Regions from separate parts of the Zea mays genome. Here regions 1, 2 and 4 are each linked to region 3. The links are chromatin contacts, called in public Hi-C maps. All regions are on one chromosome and are shown on one strand. Each heading gives the region's core, a stretch centred on a gene start, on an enhancer-like site or on the middle of the called end of the contact. The rest is flanking DNA. Distances are from core to core; before and after follow the strand shown. Region 1 holds the start of LOC100285948. Region 2 holds the start of LOC542225 (calcium dependent protein kinase13). Region 3 holds the start of LOC100273669. Region 4 holds the start of LOC100272459 (RNA binding protein).

Evidence for each region. Hi-C and Micro-C count contacts between places; a contact is called where the count stands out from the background.
Region 1: a Hi-C map of ear shows a contact between it and region 3, with 1.9 times the contacts expected there. The contact joins the promoter of LOC100285948 here to the promoter of LOC100273669 in region 3. A contact is called at or near these places in 2 of 25 Hi-C or Micro-C datasets (ear and tassel).
Region 2: a Hi-C map of leaf shows a contact between it and region 3, with 10 times the contacts expected there. The contact joins the promoter of LOC542225 here to the promoter of LOC100273669 in region 3. A contact is called at or near these places in 6 of 25 Hi-C or Micro-C datasets (ear, endosperm, leaf and 1 more).
Region 4: a contact with region 3 is called in a Hi-C map of leaf, with 4 times the contacts expected there. The contact joins the promoter of LOC100272459 here to the promoter of LOC100273669 in region 3. A contact is called at or near these places in 4 of 25 Hi-C or Micro-C datasets (ear, endosperm, leaf and 1 more).

What each region holds. Positions count from the first base shown.
Region 1 is chr6:94,197,950-94,201,429 of Zm-B73-REFERENCE-NAM-5.0, forward strand. LOC100285948 reads left to right here and starts at 2,157. Exons shown (of 7, transcript NM_001158837.2): 1 at 2,157-2,553; 2 at 2,681-2,812; 3 at 2,931-2,990. The coding sequence starts at 2,401.
Region 2 is chr6:94,059,566-94,063,064 of Zm-B73-REFERENCE-NAM-5.0, forward strand. LOC542225 (calcium dependent protein kinase13) reads right to left here and starts at 1,964. Exons shown (of 11, transcript NM_001111835.2): 1 at 1,241-1,964. The coding sequence starts at 1,825.
Region 3 is chr6:93,771,875-93,775,535 of Zm-B73-REFERENCE-NAM-5.0, forward strand. LOC100273669 reads right to left here and starts at 1,744. Exons shown (of 5, transcript NM_001360289.1): 1 at 1,396-1,744; 2 at 995-1,295; 3 at 376-534. The coding sequence starts at 1,596.
Region 4 is chr6:93,309,654-93,313,267 of Zm-B73-REFERENCE-NAM-5.0, forward strand. It overlaps LOC100272459 (RNA binding protein), which reads left to right and starts at 1,447. Exons shown (of 6, transcript NM_001146932.1): 1 at 1,447-1,779; 2 at 1,991-2,398; 3 at 2,544-2,743; 4 at 3,219-3,297. The coding sequence starts at 1,456.

The DNA of each region.
Region 1 (3,480 bases), core at 907-3,406, 430 kb after region 3:
GTCTAATCAGTACGCATCATCTGATTTGGCTTTTTATTTCAGTTCTTCTGATTTGGTCATGATTTATATTCGGAATTTAATCTAGAATTTGTCTAATTATTCAACACTTCCTACTTCTGCTAACTTTAGTTGCATTATGGTGGTGGTAGATAAATGGTCCAAGTATGCTCACTTTCTTCCTTTGGCACACCCTTTCACAGCTTCAAAAGTGGCGAAGCTATTTTTGGATCACATTTACAAACTACATGGACTGTCTGCTATTATTATTTCTGACAGAGACCGGATATTTACAAGCTCATTTTGGCAACAACTGTTTTACTTTCAGATACTAAAAACTCAGCATGTCTTCAGCATATCGCCCCCATTCCGATGGGCAAACGGAGAGGGTTAACCAATGTTTAGAGACTTTCCTTCGGTGTTTTGTCCATGCTTGTCCAAGACAATGGTCTCAGTGGATTTCGGTGGCCGAATTCTGGTACAACACCTATACTCACACTGGATTGGACAAATCCCCATTTGAGGTGCTGTATGGCCACATGCCTCGCCACTTTGGTATTACTGATCAGCGAGCTATCTCGGTTCCAGACCTGAAAACATGGCTGCAAGAGAGGGAACTCATGCAGAAACTTATTCAACAACATCTCACTCGGCACCAAGATCGAATGAAGAAGCAGGCCGACAAGAAGCGATCTGAGCGCGTTTTTGTTGTTCACAATTGGGTCTTTCTGAAGCTGCAACCTTATGTGCAAACATCTGTAGCCACCAGAGCCAACCACAAACTTTCATTCAAATTCTTCGGACCCTTTTAGATAGTCGAGCAGATCAGTCCAGTCGCTTACAAGCTCAAATTATCGGACACTTCTTCCATCCATCCTGTATTTCATGTGTCCCAACTCAAGGCAGCTACTGGAACCAATCATCAGTCGATTTCATCTCTACCATCTGGTACTAATCCATTGCAGGTCCCTCTTCATATCCTGCAACGACGCCTGGTTCAGCGTGGCAGCAATATGGTTGCGCAGGCGAAGCTCGTTTGGTCCGGCCTCGACGCAGCATTGACCAACTGGGAAGATGTGATGGCTCTCAAGGAACGATTCCTAAATGCACCTGCTTGGGGACAAACAGACTTTGAAGGGGAGGCGGATGTCAGCAATGCTGACGAGAACGACAAGCTGAAGGCAGCAGACAGCAGGAACAAGCCACACGGCACGCAAGTCAGTCGTCTAAATACTAAAGTTACTAGACCGATGTGGGCCAAGTAGTGGAAGTCGTCTGGCTGTGGGCCGTTTTTGATCCAATAGCTCTATATAAAAGACAATACGAAGAATACTACCGAGACGCCGCCGGGCTCTCGGTGCCATCTCCCTTCTTCTCTGCTCTCTCGCCCCTTCTCCACGCATCTTCTCTGCTCGACTGCTCCTCCCTTCCCATTGCTAACACGAGACTTTATTTCGAAATCTCGGCTGACAAACGTGCAAAGTTGACTTTTCTAGAATAAAATGCGATTAACATATGTATGCGTCCAGAGACAAGCGCGCAATGCCCCCTAACATAAAATTTCAACTTTACGAAAATGGGTCAAAAAGAAAAGAAAAGAATACAAGGCAATCCAAACACGATCAGTCTATCCAGCGAATCGATCGGCGTGAAGTTGAACCCAACCCGCGTCTGCGTGCGCGTCTGCTGGCGGTGGGTGGTCCCTGTGATTGGCTGCCAGATTGGAATGGTCGGGCCGGATCCGCTTCCCAGCGTGGACCAGGCCGCCGCGGTGGGTTCGGTGGGTGTCGTCGTCTCCACGCCGGCCACCCAACTTGCTTGGAGCGGGATTGTTTTGAGAACTGCGGCTATGCTTCAGAGTCGGTCGATTCTTTGTCCACAAGATAAGGAAGCAAGCATGAGTACTCTGTAAAATTGGAGAGCTCGAAAGGCTCTGCCAATTAGGGGAAGGAATGGATGTTTCATCACGCTCGTTCAAAACTGAAAAGACAGTGAAACACCAGAGGAAATGATGGTGAGCCTAGAGAGCGGGAGGCGGAGCGGCTACTATGTTTTGTCGATTTTGTTTTTTTTTTCCAAAAAATAAAAGACAAAAGAAAACCGTCCCTCTTCGCCCCCCCCCCCCCCCCCCCTTCTTGCTTCGCGTCTTCTTCCTCCCCAAGTCGCCTCCGCGCCTCCGCATATAGGCAGCGTCGCCCCTCTCCGCTTTCCCGAATTAGCGCCACCGCCACCTCCGCCTCCGATCCCGCCTCTCCCGGGAACGAAGCCGAGCCGCCCGAATCGCCCTCCACCCACCCATATAGCCGGGCCCCGGACCGCTCCCCACCGGCTCGCGCCCCCGACCCCTCCGCCGTCCGCCGCCGCATCGCGTGGGAGGGGGAGGAGGAGGAGGAGGAGGAGGCCATGGCCGCTGCCGTAGCTTGCAGGCGCGCGGCGCTCCTGCACGGGCACCAGCAGTGGCCGCAGCGGTGGGCGGCCGCGCCCTGCCCCCGCTCCATCTCGCAGCTCGTCAAGACCAACGGCCGCCGCGCCTTCCTCGTAGACACCCTCGCCCTGGTAAGTCAAGCCTCCGGGGTCTCTCCTTACCGTACTCTCGCTCAGTTTCGGCTTCCGCCCGAGAGGTGTTCGGCGGAATGCTCCGGCGAGCTGCTGACGCGGGCCGGGATGGTCGTGTCGCTCGCAGGTCAGGAAGCTGGAGTCGCAGGGCGTGCCCACCAAGCAGGCGGAGGCGATCACCTCCGCCATCACGGAGGTCCTCAACGACAGCCTCGAGAGCATCTCCGAGTCCTTCGTCTCCAAGGCCGAGATGCAGAAGGCAAGCGCCTCGCCTTTGGCATTGCGTGGATGGTTGTTTCATAGAGGTTTGCTTGGGTCCTGTGGACGGATTGCTCGGTTGTCTTTCTCATTTGGTGGTCTTGGTACTCTGTTTGCAGAGTGAGATGCTGCAGGAGTCCAATATCTCCAAGTTCAAGTCCCAAGTGCAGAGCTCGCAGGTACTGTTTGAAACTAAAATGTTAGGTCGTGAGGATTAGTTGTCCCTGGATTTTCATGGGGCTTAATCTGGGATCTTGTACATGATCCACATAAATTGTTGCTGGCTTCAAATTGGTCTGTGTATTTTATAGGCCTTTTGGGGTGAAGTCACTCAGCATTTCTTCCTCTCTGGATTGTTTTAGATTTGTTCATTTCAGCAGTACAGGGTTTGTTGGATGAAAGTTTGTACAACCTGATTTAGAGCTGCTGCTCGTTAACATTGATGGGGCTATTTGTTTGTGGAATAGATGTGCGCAGATGGGGATTGTGGGTTGAGTCACCATTTATCTGTGCCTTTGGGGGTATCAGATTATGGTGGGTGATATGTCTTGGCCATTTTTACCATCTTAATTGCAGTGAGATTGGTAAATTTGCTCACATGTCTTAACATTTGGCCTTTTATTTTGGAGTTAACATCAGTGGTCTGAGCTTGCCTTGTAGAAGTTAATC
Region 2 (3,499 bases), core at 714-3,213, 290 kb after region 3:
TAATCGCCCTGATTGTCGCCTAATCGCGACTAATCGTTTGATCGCCCAGTGGCATCGATCAGACGATCAGGCGATCTGAAAACAATGATAGAAGCTATTAAATTATCAGCTGTTTGATCTAGTCAACAAGTCCAATATTGTTCCTTCATGAAGAAGAATACTACTAAGAATGATGCAATGTAAGACATTCTTATTTTGTTTCATTTATGCGATGCTATCCCCTATGGAGCTTGGGCACCTTCATCAAATCTAGGCTCCTAAGGCAAATTGCAATGCGTTAATAGAACAATCACAATCAGTTAGGTTTTCCTAAAGTTCCACTGGATCCAGCTGGAAAATGCAGACCTTTGTTCACCAAACAAGAAGGTGGGAATGAAAGAGTAGATCAGGATATGCACTGTATTGTTTATCATTAATTAACAACGGACAAGAATTGGGTAATTCGCCAATAATTTCAATCACTGTACTATTCGGCATCCTAAAGTTCCTACAAGCATTCCTTTCTCAAAACATAAGATTAGCATGATTTCCAGCATCAGCTGAACCTGCTGAGAACTGTCAAACCCCCTACTCAGTGTCACAACCAAGAAACTAGGACAATTTACTCTCACCAGCCAAACTATCTAGCGGAGCAACTGGAGACATGTTATCGGGATTGAACAATGGAACAGTAAATATATTAAGCTTTCATGGCGCAACCCTACTGTTTGAAAAGTCAAAAAAATCCTAAAACCACACAAAAAAAGAGAAGATATTGCGCTAGACAACATATTGCTAAAATACAACTGGTCAAGTACCATGCAAGATCCTAGGATTTCCTATGTTACTTCCTACAAAAAGCCGCCAATGCCAAACAACTTAAGAGCAAAGTTCCAAAATTGAAATAGGAAGTCCCAAAAGTATCCTTCAGTAGGCAAAATCCGGACCATTTTTGTTTGGTTCCTGGGGACTAATTTTTAATCACTCCATTTTGTTCCATTTTAGTCACTAAATTAACAACTACGGAGTTTTAGTTTCCGTGTTTGTTAATTTAGAGACAAATGAAATAAAATGGAGTAAAAATTAGTAAACCAAAGCCCCTTAACCACCAAGGTTTCGGTTCGGCGCGAACACATGCCGGTTACCTCGACAGATAGAGGTACTATTTGAAATTTCAAAATATTCCAAAAAGGTGGAATTTGACATGAGGAGTGCACCCCCCCCCCCCCCCCCCCCCCCCAACGAGCAAAGCTTTGAGTACCTTAGCTTTGGAGATGATCTTGACGGCGACGGCATGGCCCTTGTACTCGCCCTTCTTGACCAGGGCGGAGCAGGTGTGGCCAAAGTGTCCCCTCCCGACCTCCTTCCCGAGGTCGTACTTGGCCCCGAAGTTGTTGGCGAAGCCGAACGTCTTGTCCAACGGGCGCTCGGCCTCGGCGGAGTCGGCGGCGACGCCGGCGCCGCCCTCCTCCGGTATGGTGCCCTCCTTGGGCTTGCCCCCGCCGAGGCGCTTGGCGAGAGTGGCCTTGATGTGCTTGGCGGGCGAGGGCGGCGGGAAGGGCCGCTTGAAGAACCTGCGGGGCGTGGACCTGGCAGGCGACGGCGACACGCCCGCGGGGAGCGGGCTGGCCCCGCCGGCGGGGTACGGGCTGGGCCAGGCGGTCGTCGCCGCCTGGTGGTGCACCGGCGTGGCCGATCCGGACTTGCGGCGCCCGGGCGTGGCGGGCTGCGGCGGCGGCGCGCCGTTGGCCGGCAGCGGGGACGGCGGCGCGACCGCGTGGGCGTGGTCGTCGTGGTCCGCCCGCCGCGACGACGCGCCGCCTGCCTTCCCGTAGCACTGCCCCATCGCGGGCGGGCCGCTAGGGTTAGGGTTTAGGTTCCGGCCCTCCGCGCCGCCGCGGGTGCGAGCGTGAGGCAGGGCAGGGCAGGCGGGTTGTTGCGTCGTCCGTCGGGAATGGAAGGGGAAGCAGGGGAGAAAGAGAAAGAGAGAGCAGGAAGCGGGCGAGAGAGGGGGAGGAGGTGGCGTCCGTTATTTCTCTCGCCTCGCCTCGGTTACAGTTACAGGCTACAGCGCGGCAGCTGAGAGGAGAGAGAGGGGCAGGGCGCCGGGCCGGGTCGGGTCCCAGGGAGGCGACCGTGAAATCACCAACTGCATTTCCAAATTTTTCTTTTTGCCCTTTTCCATTCTTTCACCCGAAAACGGCTTTCTGACCGGTGGTCCCCGGGCGGCGCAGGTCCACCTGCCATCCACTCACCCCCACCTGCCCGCGCCACCACGGCATGCGTGGGAAACCGGCGCGGGTGACGTCAGTCCGCTTGAAGAACACTAGTAGACTTTTCACGCGAGTCTGCAGAGCCCAGCTCCAGCACCGACGACGACGAAGAAGAAGAGGAGGAGCAAATCCAAGTTGTTCTTGACCGGCAGCACAAGCGCGCGCGGTTGCTCGTCTCTCGATCGACGCTGAATAGCTAGCTACACATGCGATGCAACCGTGTTGACGTTTTCCAGTCTGTCCGCCACACTGGTAGTACTGAATAGTAAAAGGAGAAGAAGGAAAGAAAGAAAGAAAAAGTCATCGCTTGACTCGGTCGATTCAGATGAGAGAGCTGCATGCACATGTGTAGCTAGCTGCCGTCTGAATCCTGAAAGATGGATTTCCCTTCTTGAATTCGGTAGCTTCGTATGATGTGGGCTGGAGTTGCATTGCACATGTGTAGCTTATTCAGATGTAAACGCCGCATTTTCAAGCTGGCTAGCCCCGCCGAGAGATCCGACATGCGTGCACGATTAAGCTTCGTCGTGACATTAATTAAGCTTTTAATCTAGGTTACAAACGTGTTGTTAGGTACAACTTGCAGGTGTCAGTTACCGTCGGCGGCTTTTATGTTCCATGGAGCAAACCCCAAGCGGTACATGCGTGCGTGCTTGCCCTAATTATCAGCGTTAGGTTAATCCCGGCTACTATTAAGTACTGAAATTGGGTACTTGGTGCTACCGCGATCATTTGAACACACGCCTCTACTCTATAAATTTGGGACTAACGACCAGACTACACATATCTTAGTGTTTAGAAATAAACAATAATTATATTTGAATGAATAGCTCAATACATATTTATATGATATATACAAATAGCAAAAGCACGGGCAACTTGCTAGTAATATATATAGGGTACAATGGACTTTATGGCGTTCTCATTTCACATATAGCCAACAATAACACTCTCATGGTACAAGTTATACATTTAACACTTAGTCCACCTCTTACTCTCACAAGTTGTTTTAGAGTCTATTAGTAGTCCGATTTTATCTCGCTACTAGTGAGCAGGCCGTAGCATCCCGACCCGCATAAAGTAAACTCATTATACTTGCTTTATCTCCGACAACTTAGGGGGTGTTTGAATGCACTAAAACTAATAGTTAGTTGACTAAAAATTATTAGTGGAATTAGCTAGCTAACAAATAACTACCTAACTATTAACTAATTTACTAAAAATAGCTAATAGCTGAACTATTAGCT
Region 3 (3,661 bases), core at 494-2,993:
GAAATGAAACAGGTGGCTGCTGTGGGATTATTATATTGATTCAAAGCACAAATCTATATCTGTTAGCTTAAGTCTCTGGAGTATGGAATGTCTTATATAACAAAAATAGGGAAAATGCATCTTATTCTAGAACCTGGAAAATGGGGCCAAAAAAATAGCGAATGGTGTTGACAATCAAGATTTATTTATGCTAATAATGTTGTCCTATAAAGGGTGCTTAATTGAAGTAGGGTTATGCTGTTTGCGTGCCCAGAAAGAATTAGCACACAACTATACCATTTCTGTAAGCAATGCTTCACAAGTTCACATCATTGTCGACAAATGTAAGTTGTACATCAACTTTCATGGCAGCAGGCAAAGTATAAAAGGACTCACGATCAGTGGTGAAGCCATCCCAGAGGGACATGAACTCTGTCTTCATATTAGTCATGGCTTCATGATCAGTTGTCCGTCGCTGCCCCAAGAAACTATCAACCTCGTCAATGAAGATAATAGCAGGCTGGAGCTTGTGAGCGAGACTAAATACAGCAGACACTGCCACAGCAATAGCACACTAACATCAGCGTATAGCGTAGACACACATAAAAAAACAATACAGATGACATCAATTCTAATTCTAAAGTAGTAGATATGTGGACAGTTAAATTAGCAATGCAAATAACTGCATTACAGCTGCTGCTGCAACAGCACTAGTAACATATATAAACATAAAAGAAGAAACTTCTATGAAGGGTATGGATTCAAAATCAGCAGATTTCTACAGCATCCTGACACAAAAAAACAATGCAATTGTCATCGTCTCTAGAGCAAATAAGTTTCCAGTGGGCAGCTGCTGCCACAACAAGAGTAACATATAAACATTGGTTGATCGGTGCGTGGCATACAGACACAAGAAAAAGAAGAATATGGCAAAAGACTACTATAATAGCAATAGGTATGGATTCAAAACCGGTGGATAGCTGGATATCCAGTGGACTAGAGTATAATTGCTCACCGAGCTTCTGCGCGTCCCCGAACCACTTGCTCATGAGATTGGAGATCCTGACATTGATGAAGACGGCACCGGACTCCCTGGCAATGGCCTTGGCGAGCATGGTCTTTCCTGTGCCGGGCGGGCCATAGAGAAGGACGCCCTTCTGGGGGCTGAGGAGCTTGCCGGAGGCGAAGAGCTCAGGGCGGCGCAGGGGCAGGATGACGAGCTCGTAGAGCGCTTGCTTGACCTTGTCGAGGCCGCCGATGGAATCGAATTCGACGTCGATGCTGTCGGGGTTGATGACGTCGCACGCAATCACGTCCTGTCGGTGAGCGAGACGCCAGCGGAGGATTGAGTCGGAGTGAAGTGAACCCTAGATGGGGATTGGGGAGGCGGATACGGATACGGGTGGAGGGACGGACCTCATAGGGCGTGGTGGAGACGAGGGGCCGGCCGAGGCGCTTGGCGATCTCCTTCTTCTGCTGCTGCGCCTTCTGAGAGGCGGCGCGGTTGGGATCGAGGTGGCGAAGGCCGGCCAAGAGGACGAGGCAGCTGAGCGCGGCGCTGGCGGCGTACAGCACGAGGTTCTGCACGGAACGCGACGACGGCTCCGACGACCCCATCGCCCACCCCGAGGGAACACGGTGACAGTCAACTCTGTCTGGCTTGCGGCGGAAGAAACGAATAAGGACGGAGGAGGTGGGTGAACTGGATTCGAGGTGGCGGCGGAGCGCCGAGCGAGGCAGGGGATTGGATTCCGCTGACTGCTTGTGCTTTGGACTGTAGATGTGCAAAAAGGCCGGTCCTCCAGAGCGGCCCGTGGCCGTGGCACCGATGCGAATTTGGTCCATCACGAATAGGACCCGGCTCATTCCTATATATTAAACCAGGGACCCTAGCTTGCAAACTAGGTAGGCCACGTCATTCAGAATTCCTTTACCGTCCGATCGCTTCTCTATGATGCAAATCCTGCCATCCAGTTGTTGTTCACTGCTCCGTCTTATTTGCCTGCCCGACAGAGGCTGGCTGGTAGCGCCTCAAACGCGATCCTTCGTCTGCCGTCTTGGGAGCCTCGCGTTCTCTAGAATAAGTCAACTGGCGCGCGCCAGCGCGCGCGTTTAGCTTGTTGACCATTAGCATTGTGCTGGTTGCCTGGTTCGGCCTAATCATCGTATCGTGTATAGAGGCTACTAAAAATTTGTTCCTCAAAACTTGTCATTGTGGGTTGTTGAACTTTTTTCCCTAAACAAAACTAAGCACACAGCAGACTGCTAAAATAACAAATCCCCAAAATGTTTGAAACAACCACGTTGCCCACGCTGACCTAATTGGCCACAGCATCCTGATGTTCCCTCTGCTGCGTTGCCATCTTATTGGACTCACTGTGTAGATCTCCTTGCAATCTCAAGACAAACTCCAATAATGCAGCTTCAGTTCGTGTGCCTAGTGTTGGCGCCTTTTTGAACCAAACACTAACGATTTATAGGTCGTCCTTGTAGTGAGTTCGGACCATAGGGATGATCACTAGGTTTTGCCCACAGAGAGTCAAGGCCTTAGGGAGCGAGATAGTAAATAAGACGCAAGACAATTAACACTATCTTGAATGTGGTCTTGAAAAGAAATCTTAGAGCTAATGGGATGATTACTTGATGTACCTAAAAAGGTTATCCTGAAGGTGGGACAAACCTCTATGATGGTCACCACCTATTTGGTACCAAACAACAACGAACCCCAATGTCTTCTCGTGATGAGCAATACCTTGGGTTCGGCTCCGCGAGATGAATGGTGGTGGCGGTCCACGATGGATCGCCGGGTCGCCTGGCGGTGCTCGATGCGGTGGCGCAGACGATCCACGGCTCTGGGCCGGACGATCCACGACCTGGCGACAGGAGCGACGCCTTCCCTGCGCGTTGTCCGGACGATCCACGCTCTGGGCCGGACGGTCCGCGATGGCGCAGGTTCGTCTTCTTCTCCTCGTAGGACCTAGATCCCGCTCCCGGGGGAGAGACCTTAGGGTGTTTCGGGTCAGCAGGTCACCCGAGGCATCTCCAGACAACGTAGAGTCGCCTAGAAATTAATAGATCAATTCAAGTAAAAGATCTTGAGTGAAGTAGACGAAGTAGATCTTGCCCCTCACAAGGGGTAAGATCCTAGGGCCATCCTGGGGTCAGCAGGCCACCCCAGAACGGATCTAGACGACGTAGAGTCGAATAGGGGTGGAGGTGAAAATGCGGAAAGCTACAACTAAAGCTACGTTACATCTACTCCTAGGTCGGCAAAAGTAAATAAAGTAATTGGTTCGATTGAAATGTGTTCGAGGGGTTCTCAATCGGTCGTACCCCTTTATATTTATAGGGGAGGAGGTCTGGACATGTTCCTAGGCGATAACCAACAATGCCACGTGATTAGATGGATAACCACACATGAGATAAGGATAATCACCTGAGTTAATCTGATCGCAGGGCACGCGGACTGTCCCGGCCCAAGGCCCGGATCGTCCGCCACTTTTGGTGCTCAATGTATGCCCCTGCCTTTTGGTGGAGCTTGACGAACCAAAAGCACCAGCGCACTTCGGAAATAATAGATCTCATGAGTTATTTTGTTCCCGAAGTAAAGACTCAGCTCGATGTAAATCATCGACTCTTGTGATCAGATAATATAAATATTTGATGCATAGTGGCCATTTCG
Region 4 (3,614 bases), core at 197-2,696, 460 kb before region 3:
GCCCGAGTCCGAGCCCTGGGGTCGGGCGGAGCGGAGTTCGCCGTCTTCCGGGTCTTTGCCCGAGTCCGAGCCCTGGGGTCGGGCGGAGCGGAGTTCGCCGTCTTCCGGGTCCTAGCCCGAGTCCGAGCCCTGGGGTCGGGCGGAGCGGAGTTCGCCGTGGCGCCTTTGGCAAGGCCTAATTGCCTGTCAGACTCACTCTGTCGAGTGGCACTGCAGTCGGGGTGGCGCAGGCGGCGCTGTCCTTCTGTCAGACTGGCCAGTGGAGCGGTGGAGTGACGGCGGTCACCTCGGCTCTGCCGGGGGCGCGTGTCAGGATAGAGGTGTCAGGCCACCTTTGCGTTAAATGCCCCTGCAATTTGGTGAGTCGGTGTGGTGATTTAGTCAAGGTTGCTTCTGAGCGAAACCAAGACCTTGGGCAAGCCGGTGATGTGTCCGCCATAAAAAGGGGGCCTCGGGCGAGACGGAAGTCTCTCGAGGTCGGCTGCCTTCGGCCGAGGCTAGGCTCGGGTGAAGCGTGATCGAGTCACTCGTGTGGACTGATCCCTGACTTAATCGTGCCCATCAGGCCTTTGCAGCTTTATGCTGATGGGGGTTACCAGCTGAGAATTAGGCGTCTTGAGGGTACCCCTAATTATGGTCCCCGACAATATAGTACTAAATAAGTTTAAGTTTTATTGGATTTTATATGAAGTATATTTTCACAGTATATGTATTTGAAGTTATTCATGTTGATGATATATTGTACAAATTTAGTTAAATTTAGAGTAATTTGAGTTTGACCGGGCCTAGAATGGCATCATTTGTATTTTTCTCATAAGCTGGATCATTGTGAAATATATTTTCATAGTATAGCTATTTAGAATCATACATGTCGACAATGTTTTTTTATAAACTTAATTAAATTTTAAATAATTTGAATTAGATCAGGCCCGAAATTGCACGATCTGCTCTAAACAGCATTAGTGTCCTAGATATTCATGTATCGTTTTAGTGAGTGGGTCTTTGATATTTATTTTCGAATTTATTGTTAGTTATATAAACGAGTCAAACTCAATAAATCCTAACATTTTATACGTTTTACATATATAGATTTTTTGAAAGGGATGTAATTAAATCGCCTAACACAAGTCTGTCCATTACTCCCTTTGAAAACAACCCTACTTGACTTTATGAATATAAATGTTTCCCTTTTGTTTGGATCAATGAGGAGGAGAAAAAACACATCCACCCGTGAGGCGAAATAAAGAAAGTCGACTGTACGACTGATGCATGAGCAAGTCACGTATGGCAGGCAGAAACTCACATGCTATTGCTCCTTTCAATTAAAACAAGAAATTCGTTGTGACCTACAGCCCATTTTTTGACAACCTTGGCCCAACAACAGGCCCATCTACCCACACACTATCCTCTCCCTCAGTGCTCACGTCTCCACCGGTCCACCCCCTCGGCAGCTCAATGGCAGCTGCGACGGCGCCACCGCCGGCGGCGGTTGCCACCACCCTCTCGGGCCTCATGCGCTGCCAGAACATCCGTAGCAGCAGGCCTAGAGCCTTCTACGCGAGGTGCGCCTCCTCCAACGCGAGCGCGGAGGCGGCGGAGAGCCGGAAGGGAGGCCACGGCGGGACGCGCCTGGAGGAAGCCGTGCCCGTCGGCGAGGGGCGCTCGAGGGTAGACGCCTGGATATCGGCGCGTCTCGGCGGCGGGGGCGTTAGCCGCGCGCGCGTGCAGGCCAGCATCCGGGCCGGGCTTGTCGCCGTCAATGGCCGCCCGGTCTCCAAGGTGCCACTGCTACCCCGTGTCTCTAGGCTCTGTTTGCTTCCTGTCAAGCGAGGTCGGATGATCCTTGTGTTAGCAGAACTGTGGAATATGCTGCTTATACATTATTGTAGCTGATTTGTAGCTTAAACTACAACTCTGATTCCGGACGAGACAATTCACAAGGTATATGAGGGCATGCAGCACCAATTGTACTTCACTTTGTGCATTGTAGGTTTCGCATACTGTGAAGGGAGGGGACTTGGTCAGCTGCACGGTGTCAGAGCTACAGCCGCTGAGGGCAGAGGCGGAGGACATCCCGCTGGACATCGTTTATGAGGATGACCATGTTCTTGTTGTCAACAAGCCGGCTCATATGGTTGTTCACCCGGCGCCAGGAAATGCCAAAGGCACATTAGTCAATGCTATACTTCATCACTGCAAGATCTCCACATTTACCTGTTTAGCACGCAGCTCAGCTGGTGATGAATGCCCGGATTCTACGGATGAAGACACTGATGTATTTCATGTGGATCAGTTTGCTGCTGAAGATGTAAGTTCAGAAGTCCGGAATGCTCTTGTGCGCCCTGGTATTGTGCACAGGCTGGATAAGGGGACAAGTGGGCTTCTTGTTGTTGCTAAGGTATTGAATTCTGAGTTGTGATAGCCACCCATTTTTTTTTTAAAAAATAAACCTGGTACTTCAGAATCTTTTATGAAATCTGTGCGTATAATACAGACTTATGCTGAACTCTCCCATTTTTCTTTGTCTTTCTTCTTTGGGACAGGATGAGCATTCTCATGCTCGATTAGCAGAACAGTTCAAGCTGCATACAATCCGTAGGGTATACATCAGTCTTACTTGTGGCGCACCTAATCCAAATTCTGGCAGGATTGAGGCTTCTATTGCACGTGATCCTAACAATCGGATTCGTATGACTGCTATTGCTGGATCAGGCCACAGATATGCACGGAATGCTGCTAGTAGGTGATCCAAGCTGCCACTTGTGCCCCTTCTTTTGGATCCTTATATGACGTTGCCTCCTCAATGCTTTTCCACTTGAATTAAAATGCATCCTAGGTCTAGTACTAACGATGTTGATTATGTAGTTCGAAGCTATTTGCATTGTTCAGATATGGTTGATTACTGTGACCATTCTGTTTCGACATCTTAATTGTAAGCACCCATGTAAGCAGGTAGGAGTGAGGAGCTAGAAGGACCCATGTCAAAATAGTCAATGGCTGTAATAATGTCCAGTTACTTAATCCAGTCATAAAATGATAAAAATGAGTTTACATTTACACTAGAGGGTTGCCATGACCATGCGAAAAGCGGAAATCTGAATTCTAAATGGGAACTCATGAAACTAAGTATTTTCTGAACTTGAACCTAATTTAAAGGCTTTCATGTGTAATTTGGCTCATTTAGGAAACTTGTTTTGTTTGGGAAAAAAATCATACAGGTACAAAGTAAGAGAGGTCTTTGCTGGTGGCGGATCCGCACTAGTTGAGTGGAGACTAGAGACAGGACGCACTCATCAGGTAACCATATCCCATGATAGTTTAGTTTTTTTTTTTTTGGAAGAGAACCATCAACACCTAGTAATGTTCTTATACAAGAATGTAAAAGATTTCGTCTTTCTAAACTATTTATTAATGTCATAATGTGCATGTCATCTGGATTACTCTCTTGTTTATTGAAGAGTAGCGCTAAGGGTATGCACAACCCCATTTAATATGGGGTCTCTCGAGGATTCTCCATAACTCTTAATTGTATTTATGGTCTAGTGTCTCAGGGTTGTATTATACAGTCTCTTAACTGTCTCTTGTACTTGGAAAACCAAACCACTGTTGCAGTC